Regions from separate parts of the Mus musculus genome. Here all the other regions are linked to region 5. Evidence: chromatin contacts called from public HiCAR-type, HiChIP or PLAC-seq and promoter capture Hi-C data. All regions are on one chromosome and are shown on one strand. The core of a region is the stretch at or near the end of the contact, and the rest is flanking DNA. Distances in the headings are between cores, read along the strand shown.

The links. Promoter capture Hi-C pulls out the DNA fragments that hold promoters and counts their contacts. HiCAR-type assays count read pairs that join an accessible place to other places. HiChIP or PLAC-seq counts read pairs in DNA pulled down with a chosen protein or histone mark.
Region 1: an H3K27ac HiChIP or PLAC-seq map of microglia shows a contact between it and region 5, with 5 times the contacts expected there. The contact joins the promoter of Dennd2d here to the promoter of Inka2 in region 5. A contact is called at or near these places in 5 of 39 promoter capture datasets (the HPC-7 cell line, cranial neural crest, liver and 1 more), 1 of 484 Hi-C or Micro-C datasets (CD8 T cells), 9 of 115 datasets of contacts at active chromatin or transcription factors (the 230-238 cell line, bone marrow-derived dendritic cells, bone marrow-derived macrophages and 5 more) and 2 of 9 other capture datasets (adipose tissue and liver).
Region 2: a contact with region 5 is called in a HiCAR-type map of astrocytes, with 2.4 times the contacts expected there. The contact joins the promoter of Dram2 here to the promoter of Inka2 in region 5. A contact is called at or near these places in 8 of 39 promoter capture datasets (the 3T3-L1 cell line, embryonic stem cells, hematopoietic stem and progenitor cells and 4 more), 1 of 484 Hi-C or Micro-C datasets (CD4 T cells), 1 of 115 datasets of contacts at active chromatin or transcription factors (astrocytes) and 2 of 9 other capture datasets (adipose tissue and macrophages).
Region 3: a contact with region 5 is called in a promoter capture Hi-C map of embryonic stem cells, with 2.9 times the contacts expected there. The contact joins the promoter of Ppm1j here to the promoter of Inka2 in region 5. A contact is called at or near these places in 4 of 39 promoter capture datasets (embryonic stem cells and pre-B cells) and 1 of 115 datasets of contacts at active chromatin or transcription factors (neural tube).
Region 4: an H3K27ac HiChIP or PLAC-seq map of trophoblast stem cells shows a contact between it and region 5, with 9 times the contacts expected there. The contact joins the enhancer-like site here to the promoter of Inka2 in region 5. A contact is called at or near these places in 2 of 39 promoter capture datasets (the 3T3-L1 cell line and cranial neural crest) and 5 of 115 datasets of contacts at active chromatin or transcription factors (embryonic basal ganglia, embryonic midbrain, forebrain and 2 more).

What each region holds. Positions count from the first base shown.
Region 1 is chr3:106,484,615-106,487,314 of GRCm38.p6, forward strand. Dennd2d (DENN/MADD domain containing 2D) reads left to right here and starts at 1,426. Exons shown (of 12, transcript NM_028110.2): 1 at 1,426-1,706; 2 at 2,259-2,434. The coding sequence starts at 1,619. It overlaps 2010016I18Rik (RIKEN cDNA 2010016I18 gene), which reads right to left and starts at 1,299. Exons shown (of 2, transcript NR_033207.1): 1 at 1,190-1,299.
Region 2 is chr3:106,546,469-106,549,252 of GRCm38.p6, forward strand. Dram2 (DNA-damage regulated autophagy modulator 2) reads left to right here and starts at 1,330. Exons shown (of 9, transcript NM_026013.3): 1 at 1,330-1,452. Cept1 (choline/ethanolaminephosphotransferase 1) reads right to left here and starts at 1,334. Exons shown (of 9, transcript NM_133869.4): 1 at 1,212-1,334.
Region 3 is chr3:104,779,707-104,782,510 of GRCm38.p6, forward strand. Ppm1j (protein phosphatase 1J) reads left to right here and starts at 1,350. Exons shown (of 10, transcript NM_027982.2): 1 at 1,350-1,703. The coding sequence starts at 1,381.
Region 4 is chr3:105,087,660-105,090,428 of GRCm38.p6, forward strand. No RefSeq gene overlaps it. Among named protein-coding and RNA genes, the nearest start is that of Gm40118, 18 kb to the right of the region's middle. Within about 2 kb of position 1,427, at least 15 of the 459 cell types and tissues checked have an H3K27ac peak or open chromatin away from gene starts, as enhancers often do. A contact at or near this core is called in trophoblast stem cells, where this site is marked.
Region 5 is chr3:105,703,319-105,706,018 of GRCm38.p6, forward strand. It overlaps Inka2 (inka box actin regulator 2), which reads left to right and starts at 1,281. Exons shown (of 2, transcript NM_175398.4): 1 at 1,281-1,507. The coding sequence starts at 1,451.

The DNA of each region.
Region 1 (2,700 bases), core at 176-2,675, 780 kb after region 5:
ATGACTCTGGCCCCCCAAGCCATTTGCTCGCCACCCATCCCACTCCACCCACTACCTCTTCCTACCGGGAGATGTTTACTGTGTAATACACCAGAAGGCCTGAGCCTGGATTTGGAACTTTTTATGACGTTCACTTTGTACAGATCCTGTTCATTTTCAATTGCCTCCGAGTGACTTAATGCCTCGGTTTTCCTTTCTGTACTAGGCATGCTCTTGCTCCGTAAGGCAACCAGTAAAGATTATGCAACATGTCTATACAGGCTACAAGTAAGACACAAGTACTTTCTGTGGTGTCTTGCTTCCCCGTTCTCAAGATCCCAACTCTCATCATCTGTACTATGATTGCTGCTTCCGCCACAAGTCAATGTTGGGTTTCTGAGTCCTGCATTTTACCAGTGCCACAGTTTCAGTGCTCTTAGGAGTAGGGTGACAGCCTTCCTTCTTACCATAGCAACACACTCCCTCCCAGAGGGCTGCTAATTCTTTGCAGGAGTGGCAGACACAGGCACCAGATCCTTTTACTTCTTCCCTCCCCATTAAGTTACTTCTGGGCAAAGTCTCCTTCCTCTTATCCTGTACATTTCCTTATTCAGGACTTTCTGTTTAATAACCCAGGGTATCAGCGACTACTTTTCTCCTCTTCCTCAATCTCTAGACATAGTACTGGGCCTGCTGTTTAGCTTGTCCTGGCCCAACCAGAGGAAAGGCTGAGCAGGGGTAGGGGAGGGGTGAAGATGCTCTGTACCCCTACAGCTGCTGATGCAACTAGGCTCCTACTCTAAGCTGGGGACGATTTCCCGAGTCATTGCTTCCTTTTAGTAAAGATGGTGAGAGAAAGGATTCTTCCGGAACCCTGGAATAGTGAGAGAGATTTATGCCTTAGATCAGGAAAGATTGCCAGGGAGGAGTGGGTGAAGTAATCACCTTCACAGCTATTCTGTATATCTGGGCCTCTCAGAGGTGGGCCTCTCCTGTTACAAGTTATTAGTACATTTAGAGAATGAGTGGGCAAGTCTACTTATCTGAATCAGGGCAATCTGGCATCTTGGCTGCAAGAAGTGTTCAGTCCTGGGTTCCTGAAGATCCTTGATGTTTTAGATTCGCCAGTTGGCCTGGTGGGACTTTGCAGCTCCCGACGATTGCTTGAAAAGGTGATCGTGAGCAGTGGAGGATGAGGGATGTAAAATACCTGTGCTGTGCCCCACGAGGCACTGGAGTCCATAGTCTGATCTTCACAGGCATCCCTCGCTGCCTGGGTTTGTAAATAAACTCACCACATGGTCTGCAAGCACTGGAATTGAAAGCCCTTGGCCCAGAAGCAGCTGTGCCTTGAGATGTTTGCTCATGACCTTTTCTGTTACCACACCCTGGGGCTCTTGGGAGGAGCCAAGAGCTGAGTTGTAGTGCCAGGATGCTGCTTCTGTCAGTGCCCACACTAAGCTGCCTCGTGGGTCCTTTCACATCCTTCTTGCTCAATTACGGAGTACACAGGATGGAAACTGCTCTCTGCCTTTGGGAGACAGCGTGTGGCTCAGCTCAATAAAGTTGTGATTGGAGACCAAGGCAGAAGGCACTTTCTCAGGCTTTCTGTGGCCAGCCTGAAGGAGAAAGAACATCCATGCCCCCAAAGCTCAGAATGATGGAAGGACAAGGGGTAGGCCGAACCCTCAGGCTGCTCCGAAATCGCTTGCCACGACTTCGAGCAGGTCAGAACTGGATTGCCTACTTCCTTTTTCGGATGATCTTTTTATGGGCTGATTCCTGCTGTAGTGATCCTCTTTTTCCTTTATATGCTCAAACCCACATGGCCCCCATGTGGTCAAGCCAGGAGGATTGCCTTATCAGTTTGCAGAGCTAGTCCCGTCTGTTGCAGAGGTCTTGCTATAATTACCAAAAAATGCCCTATGGGTCTACTCTGATTATTTAGTGCAAATTTACTCAGGGCTCACAAAATACCCAGAACTGTTGCATCAGGCAGACTATACAGTGTCAGGCATCAGGCCTCCAAGAACCTCCACAGCATGGCATGGCTCCTCGGTTCTACATCAGTGTTTTCTTTTCTTCCTGTGTCACTCCACAGTTTCAAGTTTCCCAGGGCAGGTATGGAAATTGCCCCCTTGGCTCTGATCCTGCCTGGTGGTGCCTGGTCAGGCTTGGCACTGTAGCCTTGAGGCATGGTTGTTGCCCAGATTCTCGCTCGCACTACAGAATGGAGGAGTGGAAAGAATACTCAAGAGACCCTTGCATCTCCATTTTAGGACAATCCCAGAACAATCCTGGGGAAGCTGTCACAGAGCCAGAAAGGATCCAGGAGCATTCTCCATCTAGCTTTGCTGGAGGCCAGCACTTCTTTGAATACCTTCTTGTTGTTTCTTTAAAGAAAAAGCGTTTAGGGGATGACTATGAGCCCACGATCACTTACCAGTTTCCCAAGGTAAGGATGGAGGGAGAAGTGGGGCCTGAGGATGGAGGTGGGAGGACGAAGGTGTGTTTAAAAGGTAATAGAGGAGTTCTATGTCTTACCACGCTGCCTGGGCTCTAGCCCTGAGCTCACTGCTCTAGTTTCCTTTGTAGCCCAGCCCTAGTTTTCTGTAATCACCCAGAGAATCTAGGTCTGACTGCTTTGTGAAGGACTGACTGAAACTCTGGAGCAGGGAAACAATGCTCTTGCCCCTGTGGGAAACCTTCAGTTCTTCCAAA
Region 2 (2,784 bases), core at 80-2,579, 840 kb after region 5:
CCCAACCAACCATAAAAAAAAGAAGAAAAGAAGAAAAGAAGAAGAAGAAGAAGAAGAAGAAGAAGAAGAAGAAGAAGAAGAAGAAGAAAGCAAAATGTAGTTTAGAAAAGAAAGTGCTATGCAATAAAATGTAATTGGTAATGTGAGAGTCAGATTTACCTACTTCGTTTCTTAAAAGGAAGGGTTGTGTCTTTATGACCAGCTGTACAGGGACTTCAGTTATTCTCAGCATAGGCTAAATATGTAGCAAAATGATTTTGAAGCTTCAAATCTCATCGAATGCCAATAGTTTTAAATTGGTAATGCTCCAAATGTCTTATACAGTTTCCTTGTGTTTGAGCCAGTCAATTCAACACACATTCTGAACACATTCCTGACAGTTGTAAAGTAGAAAGGAAATATTCTAACAACTTACAAAGTTCCTATACTCGTTGAAAACTGACTATGAATTTGCCTCCTGCTGCAATAGACGTTGCCTGGTGAGTTAGAGTTTTAGCAATGCCATATATTCAACAGCAATGATACAACATTGGTAAAAACTGGTATCAAAATGCCAAGCATCAAACTGGAAAACTCAAACTCGGTAAAATGTAAAGCTTGAGGTTCAGCCAAGCATTCCTGGGAACACAGGCAAAAACCCCAGCAATCTCCTTCTAAGAACGCGACTGAAATAAAACTCTAGCTGGCAATCTCTGAGCCTGTCAATATGGGTTGAAATTTCTAGAAAAGTTGCCCAACAAGAAGCGTGGCCCGAGCCAGGAAACATCACTAACCGCCTCCCAAAAGGACAGCAAAGACCGCACAGGATGCTGCACGGTTCTTGGACTTGGCAACACCGGGCCAGGAGGGTGTGGACCCGCCAGACAAGGTCGGTTCCGCGAAGCCAGCGCCCCAGCCCTCGGCTCACCGGGGGTTAGCCTGGGGTGCTCCCTCCCACGACCACGGCTCGCATACCGCGCAGGCGCCCCTCCACCTCCGACTCCGGAGCCTTCGGGACTGGCCGTCGCCCCTCGCCGTGCCCACAACCCCGCGCGCGAGGCCACCCAGCGCCAGCAAGGACGGCGTTCCCCTTCAGCTAGTCCGTCCGCAGCTACCCAGTTCTGTCTAGCCCAGAGCCTCCGGCCCTCGCTCCGCTCCTCCCGGGACAAAACCGCCCCGCCACGTCCGCAACATCCCCGCCCCTTCCCTAGGCCGGGCCCCCGCAGCCTTACCCCGAACCCAACAAGCACAAGCCTAGAAATAGCAACTCCGACTCCAGGCGACTGAGTGACTGATAGGCGGCAGCACGTTCACGACACTTTCACGATTGCCGTAAAGAGGGGGGACTCAGAAAAGGTTGAGGCGCGCCTCCGAGCTACTCGGGAGCGCGCCCCGGGGCTCCGCCCAGGCTCCTACAGTGGGCCTGTTCTGCACTTTGAGGCTGGAGCTGGCTGGTCGGGGACAGGAAAGAAGGTGAGTGGGAGGGGGAAAAGTGCCTGGCCTGGCGCTCGGCAGGTTTTCTACTTGGGTGCTGTGTCGAAGTGTGGTTCGCAAGCCAAGAGCGAGGGCACAACGCGAGCCCCCTTGGTCCCACGGGCGCGCGAGCCACGCGAACCTCGGTAGCTTCACCTGGTTCCGTGAACTTCGTGACACCCACGACTAGAGTCGCGAGCCAGCTCCGGGAACCCACGAATCACGGGAGATGACAACTAGGCTGAGGTCTCCGCGTCCTACTTTTTCTCTTCTTTAGTACCTCTACCACCACTTCATCCCAAGCGATGCGTCGTGCCAAGCATGGTGTCCCTTATATTTTTCTGGTGCCAGGGACAGTGAAACTCTTGTACTACAAGACTTAGGAGTGTGTGTGCAAGGGGTTGCTTTTGTTGAATCAACTAAGGAAACCTTTGCCCTAATACCCTTTGTCATCCCTGTGCCCTTATTTCTACTTGGTTGGGGCTGAGGAAGTTCAAAACTGAGACCAGTGGTGACCTTGTGTTTACACAGAGCTCTGTCTCCACCCCATGATTGTGTTTCAAAGGGAGTGGTCCCTAGTTGAAAGGAAATCACAAGTCCTGGGAATCCTAACAGCTGCTTTCCTTTGTAAAGCACTGAGACAGGAATAAGTTTTCCAGCTTTCCCAATTTTAATTTACATACCGAATGCAACATTTTTTTAATCTATCGGGGCTGCGTTATCAAATTTTAATTTATTGGCAGTGAAACTAGATGCTTTGAGATTAGCCATTGGAAAATGTTACATTTGTCAAGAGGCCATATTAGAATTTAGGAAAATAGTCCTTGTTATGCTTTGTTTGTGGCCTGATATTTCTATTCGCCTCTGAAAAAAACCTGGGGCCACCTGTTCATTCACTTGGAACATCCAGAGTTTACACTTTTGTTATTCTTTAGTTATTACCACTTAGAAGAGACAACATTAAAAAGGTTCTTTTTATTACCAGTGGCTTTTAAATGCTTATGAAAATAAAAAATGTAACTGGATTTCTGACTCATGGAGCTTCAAAGTAAGCAGAGGAGATGGGTAAGAGATGCAAAAAAATTTGTTAAATATCCTTACTGTTGTGTGAAGTTTTCTTATATATTTTTAAGTCATCTTAAAGCTTTCTTTTTTGGTTCTGGAAATTGAACTTAAGGCCTCTTGTTTGCTATGCAAACACTCTTTAAAAGGGTTCTTGAATGCTTTGACCCATAAAATAGTTAAACATTACACTCGTAATCCTGTTGGTCTGAGACTGCTCTCACGTTTCCTTTTTGGAGGGGAAGGCACTGGACAGTTGTTAGTCTTCCA
Region 3 (2,804 bases), core at 100-2,599, 920 kb before region 5:
TACCCTGGTGATTTCATTTTTCTCTGCCCTGCCCTTCCCCTACCCCCAAACACAGACCTAATTACAGCAAGTTTGTACTTTGAATGACCACTGTGTAATTTTTATTTAGAAGTGGTCGAGAAAGGCGGCACAGGTTAGCCCAGGATATGAACAGGATGCACATAGCTGGGTGCCTTGAGGTGGAGTCTCAGCTAAGAACAGGGAGTCGTGGTTCCCTCAAGGAAGGGCCTTGACTTCTGCTAAACTGTGTGTTGGGGATAGATGAAGGAGTGGATAGTGATCAACTCTCTAAGCCCAAGTATAAGGACAGAATTCTTTCTGAATCGGGTCAGTAATCCTTCCCTAGAGAGAAGACAGAGAAAAACAGCCCCTCTGTGTGAATCGTAGTGGGCTTTCCTGCGACCCACACACGCTTTTGGCCTGGCCTTTGTCTCCCCCTGGCGGTAGCCAGAGAACTTGCTCAGCATTGCTTTTCTGCTTGCAACCTCAGGGTGGAAATTTAGGAGTCCCGCTCCCCTCTGGGCCTTTTTCCTAGTCCAGAGAAGCCAGTATCTGTAGCAGGTTCTGACATGGGTATGAATCTCTAAGTGACTGCGTGAATCTTAGGCAAGTCTATAAAAGAACAGGAGACTGTCTACTCCTACTTCATCTGTAAAATGGGTGTAGCTTACCTTGCATCGTTTTGTATAGTGATCTAACAACTAGACCGTGCCTTATAGAGGGCCCAGTGTGGAGCAAGCCCTCAATAATCATATTTATTTACTATGTCGTTAACCTTACTAACTGGCCAGCAGACGTCTAAATATGGAGGTACGGTTCTGAGAAAGTGGGATGGAAGTGACAATTGTTCTTTCGAACGTGGAGGTGACCTTTAGGAAGAATAGTGCCTTCAGGCTGCCTGGCCTGGTTAGCACCGCGACTAGCACCAGTTCTCTCTGCTCTCGACTCTGCAGCCCTAACCCAAAGTGTTGTCACACCAAACCCTTCACACCCAAGAGGATGTTTCGCTCTGAAGTCATCAGCTCTATAATTCTCCATTCTGGCTGGCCCACCCCCAACCGAGCGCGAGGAGGCTGCCTCGCCCACCCTCGTCATAATGGGCAAATTCTAGCGGATTAAATCTAGCGGATGTCTAACCTACAGCATGGTTGAAATATTTCCTTCGTTCCGCTTCTTTCCCACAATAGACCCTTCCCCTTTGACACTCAGGCGGGACAAAGCAGGGATGCGGAGGCGAGGAGCGGGTGGAGCAGTTCCCGGGTAGCCTGGAGCCTGGGGAAGTTTGTTAAGGACCAGGAGTGGGCACCGCCCACCTGGAACCCTAGGGGCGGGGCCTCTCAGGGGGCGGGCCCACGGTCGAGGGCGGGGCACGGAGGCAGCATGCTAAACCGGGTGCGCTCAGCCGTGGCGCACCTGGTGAGCTCGGGTGGCACTTCTTCCCAGCGCTCCAAGTCCCCAGATCTGCCCAACGCTACCTCAGCGCCTCCCGCCGCCCAAGAAACACCTAAGAGTTCCCGGGAGAAGCCTGGGAACCAGGTCGGCGCGCCCCAGAAGACCGCGGAGACTACTGTGAGCTTCTCTCGACCCACCTTTCTGCAGCTGAGCCCCGGAGGGCTGCGGCGCGCCGACGACCACGCAGGCCGGGCTGTGCAAAGCCCCCCAGACACCGGCCGCCGCCTGCCCTGGAGCACAGGCTATGCCGAGTGAGCGCCCCGGGGCTCCCAGACGAGGATGGGACTCCCATTCTCCCGGGAGACGCATCCCGGCTTCAGGAACCATCCCAGGAACCTGCACCCCTCCCAGACATCCCCCGGACGGGGTGCAAATTCCACGACCTTCTTCAGGACCTTGTTCACCCTGCCCCTCGTCGACTCAGGACAGTCCCCACCCAGGGAGGGCGCAGGGAGCACCGCCGAGGATGAGTTGGCGGGTTCCAAGTCGCGGCCCGCGGTTCACAGGCTAGGGGAGGGGAGGTTTGAGAAGGACTAGTTCCTTTTGCCAGGGAGATCGCGGGTGGAAAGACTCGCTCATCCGCTTCCTGGCCCCAGCTCCCCAGTTCCCTGTCCTTCTTACCGGTCCCCTCCCCCTCCACACCCAGAAATAGCCCGCGACACCAGAAGGCCTCTGGCTTCCCGGGCGGGGGAGGGGTCCGCCCGCAGAGCACGACGGTTCCCTTTGGTTATGGGTGTGTAGACAGATAGGTGCCGGTAGAGATCAGCGTACTCTCAGAACCTGTATATTTTAAAATCATCTTCGGGGAAAGCCAAGCCAAGCCACCAGGGGAATGGGGGCACTGAGGTCGTGGAAGGAGGTGGTGGGTAGCCCCGCACCTCCTCATTAGCTTCTCCGTTGGAAGGGGTTTGTAGCTAAGAGATTCCTGCCCAGTCCAGGTGGGTCTACATACCCTATTTGGGCCGGAGCGCTTACCCACTCTTAAGAAAAACCGGAACTTTCACTGGGTCGTTTTAGGATGAGGGTTAATGTGTGCATGAAGGTGAAGGTGCCATGAATCACTGTCTGAGCTGGTTGAGACTGGAGGTGGGGTGTAGTATTTTGACCAGCAGGGGAGTAAAATTTACTGTTCCTGTTTGGCCACTCCCACCCCCACCCCCAGCACCACCTTCCGGAAAGTCTCCTTAGCCAAGGATGGAGGAACTGAGGCAGGCAGTTACTGTTGCGGGCCTTTCTATGAGGCTGTACGTTCTGCCGCCAGACAGTACTTCTTGCTGGCCCTGCCTTCTCCTCTTCCCTCTGGCTTGGAGCCCAGGCAGCTGTGACCTTTTTCAGCTTGGCCAGCGAGCAGG
Region 4 (2,769 bases), core at 177-2,676, 620 kb before region 5:
CTTTTCAGAATAGCACCACTGGCTGGAAACCAAGTGTTCAAACACATGAACATACAGGTGACGTTTCCCTTTCAACCTGTAACACTCTGCCCTTGGTGTCCACAGGCTCATTAGCTACTGTCTTTGAGCATTAGCATCTAATCACAGAGGTTAAGTTACTCTTTGGGACTTGCCCGAATTCTTTCTAGTTTAGAGGCTTTGGACCAAATGAAGCTAGAGCACACAGTCTCTGCACTACCCAAAGACTAGTGAGGAGGAAGAAATGTCAGAGAGAGGATTTGGGGGCTAGATTTGTGTCCGTGTGTCCATGTGCATGTCTGTGTGCATGCGTGTGCGTTTCTAGCTGAGGACTCTGAGCCAGGTGCTGAGTGAGACAGACTTAGGTGTACACAGGGGCTTGACAGTCCTAGGAGGGAAGGAAGCTGAGGTAGCAGGTTGGCTTTCAGTGGGTGATGCAGTCCGGAGGAGGCCCTTGCTGGTCCAGTGGCTCAGCCACTGGTGGGGGGGGGGGGGGGCACCTGTAAAAGAATTCCCTAAAGCTGAGGTAGCCTCCTATGAAGCAAAACCCAATGGATTTGGAGCAAACCGTCAGTGTTTTGATATCACATGAGTGTAGAATCGTCAAGTCTGCCCTAAGGACAGACCTGAGGTTCAAATTCCAGCAGCAGTGGACTTCAGGTGACTTTTCTGCCTCACTTTCCCTGTCTGTAAAGTGGAGAAAATATTTCCCTACAGGGTGATGGGAAGATAGGACAAGGGTGATGTTGGGTGTGGTGACTCATACCGGGCGCTGGGAGGCTGAAGCAGGAGGGTCAGGAGTGGGAGATCAGGCTGGGCTACAGAGTGAGATGCTGTCTCCAAAACAAAAAAAAAAAAAAAAAAAAAAAAAAAAAACCCAAAAGGACAAACCCGGCTTAGCACATTCTCTGTCACAGTGCAGACACCAGTCAGTGTTCTTCTTTGCTAGGTGGAAATAAACCAGGCCAACATCGTGTTCTCTGAACCAGTTCCCACCCTGCTCATTTAAAGCCTCATTTCCTCCCAGGCACCAGTGTTATTTCCCCCATCTTCTGGATGTGTCCCAGGACCTGTGGTGTGCCCTGACTTGTTCATCTCATGATCTCAGCTTGGAGACTCAGGACCTCCTTGGCTTTTGACCCTCCCAGATGGGTCTACCCAGCTCCTGTTCCTGTGAGATGAGGTTATTATTTTCTAGAATATACCAGAGAAAGAATGGCCAAACTGCATCTCTTACAGCTATCTGTCAGCACATCCCACCGCACATCCCACCAGGGATCTTCCTAAGGAGAGACTGCCATGTTCCCTTTGTTAAGTGCCTCCCTAAAAGCCTAGGACAGAGTATCCTGCCTTGTGTACTCTGCGAAGCAGGACAACGCGTGGTTGGCTAAGCCAGGTATGTATTTTGTGTGAGTCATTATTCGTCACCAGGGTGTTGGCCATGGTAGGGACACAGGTCTCCAAGGCCCTATACTTCTCACATATATGTGATTGGGTTTGATTTACTGGGTTGTGTTGACTCCTTGAGACATGAACACAAAGCAGTTTTGTTATTCCAGTGGCTGCTGCCTGCACTCGATGTGTATGGTACAGGTCTCTCTCCCGCTGAGAAGCAGCTCCCTTCACCATCTGTGCATGTCCATATCTTCTCAGCCACTTTCACCCACCACAGTGGTCTTATTATGTTAATGAAGACACAGTCTTTTATCTTAAAGATGGCATTACAATTTTTAATTCAAGCTTTTCTCCTTCCCTTTTAACAAATGCTGGAGTTGGTCCACAGCTGTTTGGAGCAGTGGTTGAAAAATGGGGTTTGCTTTGGAGGCACCCTGTCACCCTTCTTTTTGAGGCCTAAGTGCCTCTGGGCAGAGTGTGGGGGGGTGAGGAATGGTTGACTTCTTTACATGACTTACAGGAAGGAGCAACTGTCCTTTACTCCTTCCTAGTTCGGTATGGCTCTGCTGGAGTTTTACAGAGCTTTCTTCCCAAGCCAGGACCACCCCTTCCTCTCCTTACCCATTAGCTGCACGTTTAACATCACTAGTAATAGAGGCTCCCGGGGACGCCATCTCTGCTATGTGTAGCCAACTCTTAATTTAAAAGCTTCCAGGTAAAGCTGGGCTCTGGTCACTCTGCTGACTTCCGAGCATCACCACATGAAGTCACAGGGTCTTCTGGATGTTCTGCAACAACTATGTGAGAGACCGCAGATCATATGGGAAGGGCGTCCTGTCTTCTGCCCAGGCATGTTTTAGTAGGCATGTCTGTTGCTTCTGGTTGCAAATCAGTGGCCTTCCCACTTTCAGAACCTCTAGGCTTCCGATGAGTAGCGATTTCAATGCAAGAATGCTTGCTTAGGAGCTGAGGAGAAGACTCAGTGGGTAAAAGTTCTTCTTACACAAATATGAGGACCCATGTTTGAGTTCTCCCAGAACCTCTCAGAGTCCATGTAAAAAGGGACACAGTGATGGGTTCCCAAGCCAGATATGGGATGGTGTAGCATTGCCCATAATTGGGACGTGTCTCAGAGAGCACTGCAGGAGTGGGGTCACTCCCTACCTAGATCAGACTTGGGCCTACTCAATTCCGTAGAGACAAAGGCCACATCATGATAAAGCCAGTTAGGCTTCTGTTTCCCTGCCAGAGAACTGGCTTCTCAGAAACCACGTGATCTACAATCTGCTAATCTAGCTGGTACGCTTGGAAGGCCCTTGCCCCTGCAAGCGGCACCTCCCTTTCTCAAGCTATATA
Region 5 (2,700 bases), core at 31-2,530:
TCCTAGGAGGGTCATGGTGGAGGATGCTGCTCTGACCCACTACTTTCTTGAACTGATTCAACAGCACCAACACCGTCCAGCCTAACTTTCTGACTGGCACATCACTCTGAAGAGGAGTGAGAAGATAGGCCAGGAGCATAGTCACAGTCACCAAGTTCTTCACCTACCCCCTAAATGTTTTTGAAGAAGTGATCTTGGCTGGCATCAAATGAATGTCCACAGTGTCTGCTTTCTCCCTTCGCGGCTTCTCTTGCATCCTTTTGGTTCTGTCTCACACAGACCACCAAAATCTTGCCAGGGGCAAACTTTCCCCTATTAATTTTCTTGAAACAAAGCAAAGCAAATTGTTACTAATTACTCTGGCAGGCCGAATGGTGAGGTGTTTGCTCACCGAGGGTAACTTAAGTCAGGCAAGTGGCCAGGAGGCCGGCTTTAGAAGTATCGAGTTGGACTGGCCTGCAGAAGCACCCCTTTCGCTGTGCCCCAACTCCACCCCTTACACCCCTAGGAGTTACTGCATGGGTACCAGGGAAATGCCTGTCAACTATCCTCAGAGCGTCCTCAAGTCCTCTTCTCCCCTATTCAAGAAGGCCAGCATTAGGGAGTTCTAGGAAGGGAAAGGCCTGTTTCTCCACTCCCTGCCAACTCTATTGAAACAGCTCCCAACACCCCATCTTTAAATCTTCCATTAAAATTCGCTCTCTGAAGTGACTATCCTCATATTTACTTGTTTGTCTCATAGTTCCTTCTCCTCCACGATAAAAGTTATGCAAGGCTGAGACCTTGTCTCTCTTACTCAGTATCACCAGGTCTACCTTGAACACAATAGACTGCCACACCAGCTGAGACCTAGCGGAAGCCGCTTCCTTCCGCTAGCGCTAGAGAGGAGTGGGCCCGGAGGAGATGAAATGGAGCCGTGAACTTCCAGGACCCTCTTTAGAAAGAAAAGGCTTCTGAGGGATTTAAGGGGAAGGCAAAGGAGAGCGTTTTCTTCTCTGAAAGGAGTTAAGATTCAACACTGTGACCCTCCTGCCTAGTCCTAGTCCTCAATCCTAAAACTGCGTTCTTCCTTTATAATAGACAATGAATGCACTTGACTGGGGGCTTTGCCAGTTCCATGCCCCACAGAACCCAGAACCTAATCAAGACCTCTGCGAGTCTCCCAGTAGTTGCTGCTGTCTGCAAGGCCGGTGACAGACTTTCTCGGGTCGCCAGGCCCGAGCACCCCCCCTCCCCGACCGCTCTTCCCATTGGCCGAAGATACCCCTTCTGAGTTCTCATTGGCTGCTGCACTTTTCCTCCGCCCCTATCCCGGGCATTGAGCGGCAGCAGCGGGGAACGCCGCTCTAAGTCCCCACGCTGGAGCTGAGGCTCGGCTCAGCGCGGATAAGGGCGCGGAGCGCACTGAGAACCCTACTTTCTCGTGAGCCCGAGCCCAGCAAATGGGCGAATGACAAAGGAGAGCAAGGACATGGACTGCTATCTGCGTCGCCTCAAACAGGAGCTGGTAAGATCGGAGCAGGAGCCTGGGGACAGGGAGGACTGCTCCACCCAGACCTAGGTACCTGACTTGCCCCCCCCCCCCCCCCCCGCGCTCCGTGCACCGGGCGGAAGCGGAGAGGAGAGGGGAGGAGAGGAGAGGAGAGGAGAGAGGATGCCAACTGGTAGGTAGAGGCTAGGGACGTTGCTCAGAGGTAACAAACTTTGGCAAAGATTTCTGATGAGATATGGACAAGTAACAGGGAGTCAGAGCACCCAGATAAGTTGAATGTGACAGAACAACTGAAGAGAAAGGAGGACACACCCAGAGGGGACAGGCACACGGACGGAGTAAGGCTCAAGTGTCCAGAGTCGCAGGAATGACAGGCACAGGCATCGGGCGCCAGTGGTCGGGTGCCGGGCTCCTGAAGCGCGCAGACAGGTCCCTGCCCTGTGCAGGAGGTCAGGCTGGACTGCTCGCTCGCTCGTGGGGAGCTGGCACCGCCCGGGGCCCCCAGCTCTGCTGGGCTTGGCAGAGCTGGCGCGGCTGCGGGGGCAGGCTTGGCCGGCTGTCTGCCCGGGCTTGTCTGCCAGCAGGGAGGGGGGTGGCAGCTGTAATGACGGGGGAGGAGGGGTGCCGCCTGGCAGATCGCGGAGCGGGAGTTGTGGAGGCTCGGCCAGATGTCAGGTCTGGGCTTGGGGAGTGCGCTGGGAGTGTGCGGGGCCTCGGGGTGCTGAGGGTGAGTATGCTACCCTGGAGTGGGGGGATGAATCACTGAAGAGGGATAAGTGACTGTTAAGGCTGTGTTAGGGAAGCCAGGTGAATTCTGATTTCTTTCTCTTGCCTCTCTCTCCTCTTGTCTCTCTTCTCTCTCCTCTTTCCCCTCTCCCTCCTCCTTCCCCTCCTTCCCTCCCTTTCTCCCTCCCTTCTGGTTTTCCTTTACCACCAGGATTCAGACAGATAGGTAGGTAATGTGCGTCTTTTCTCAGCTCCGCCCGTCCCTTCTCCATCTAGACTGCCTTAGCTTCTACCTCCCACTCCACCTCTCAATGTCTCCTTCATTTTTATCTCCCATGGCAGTAGGCCCTCCTGGCTCACTTAGCTCCTTCTTTCTTCTATTCAGTCAGGTCACCCAGGCAGATCTGGATTCAGAGAGTGCCCAGCTCAGGCTTCTTAAGATCCCGAGAGATAACCTTTCCAGTCCTAGCTGCAGAGATTCC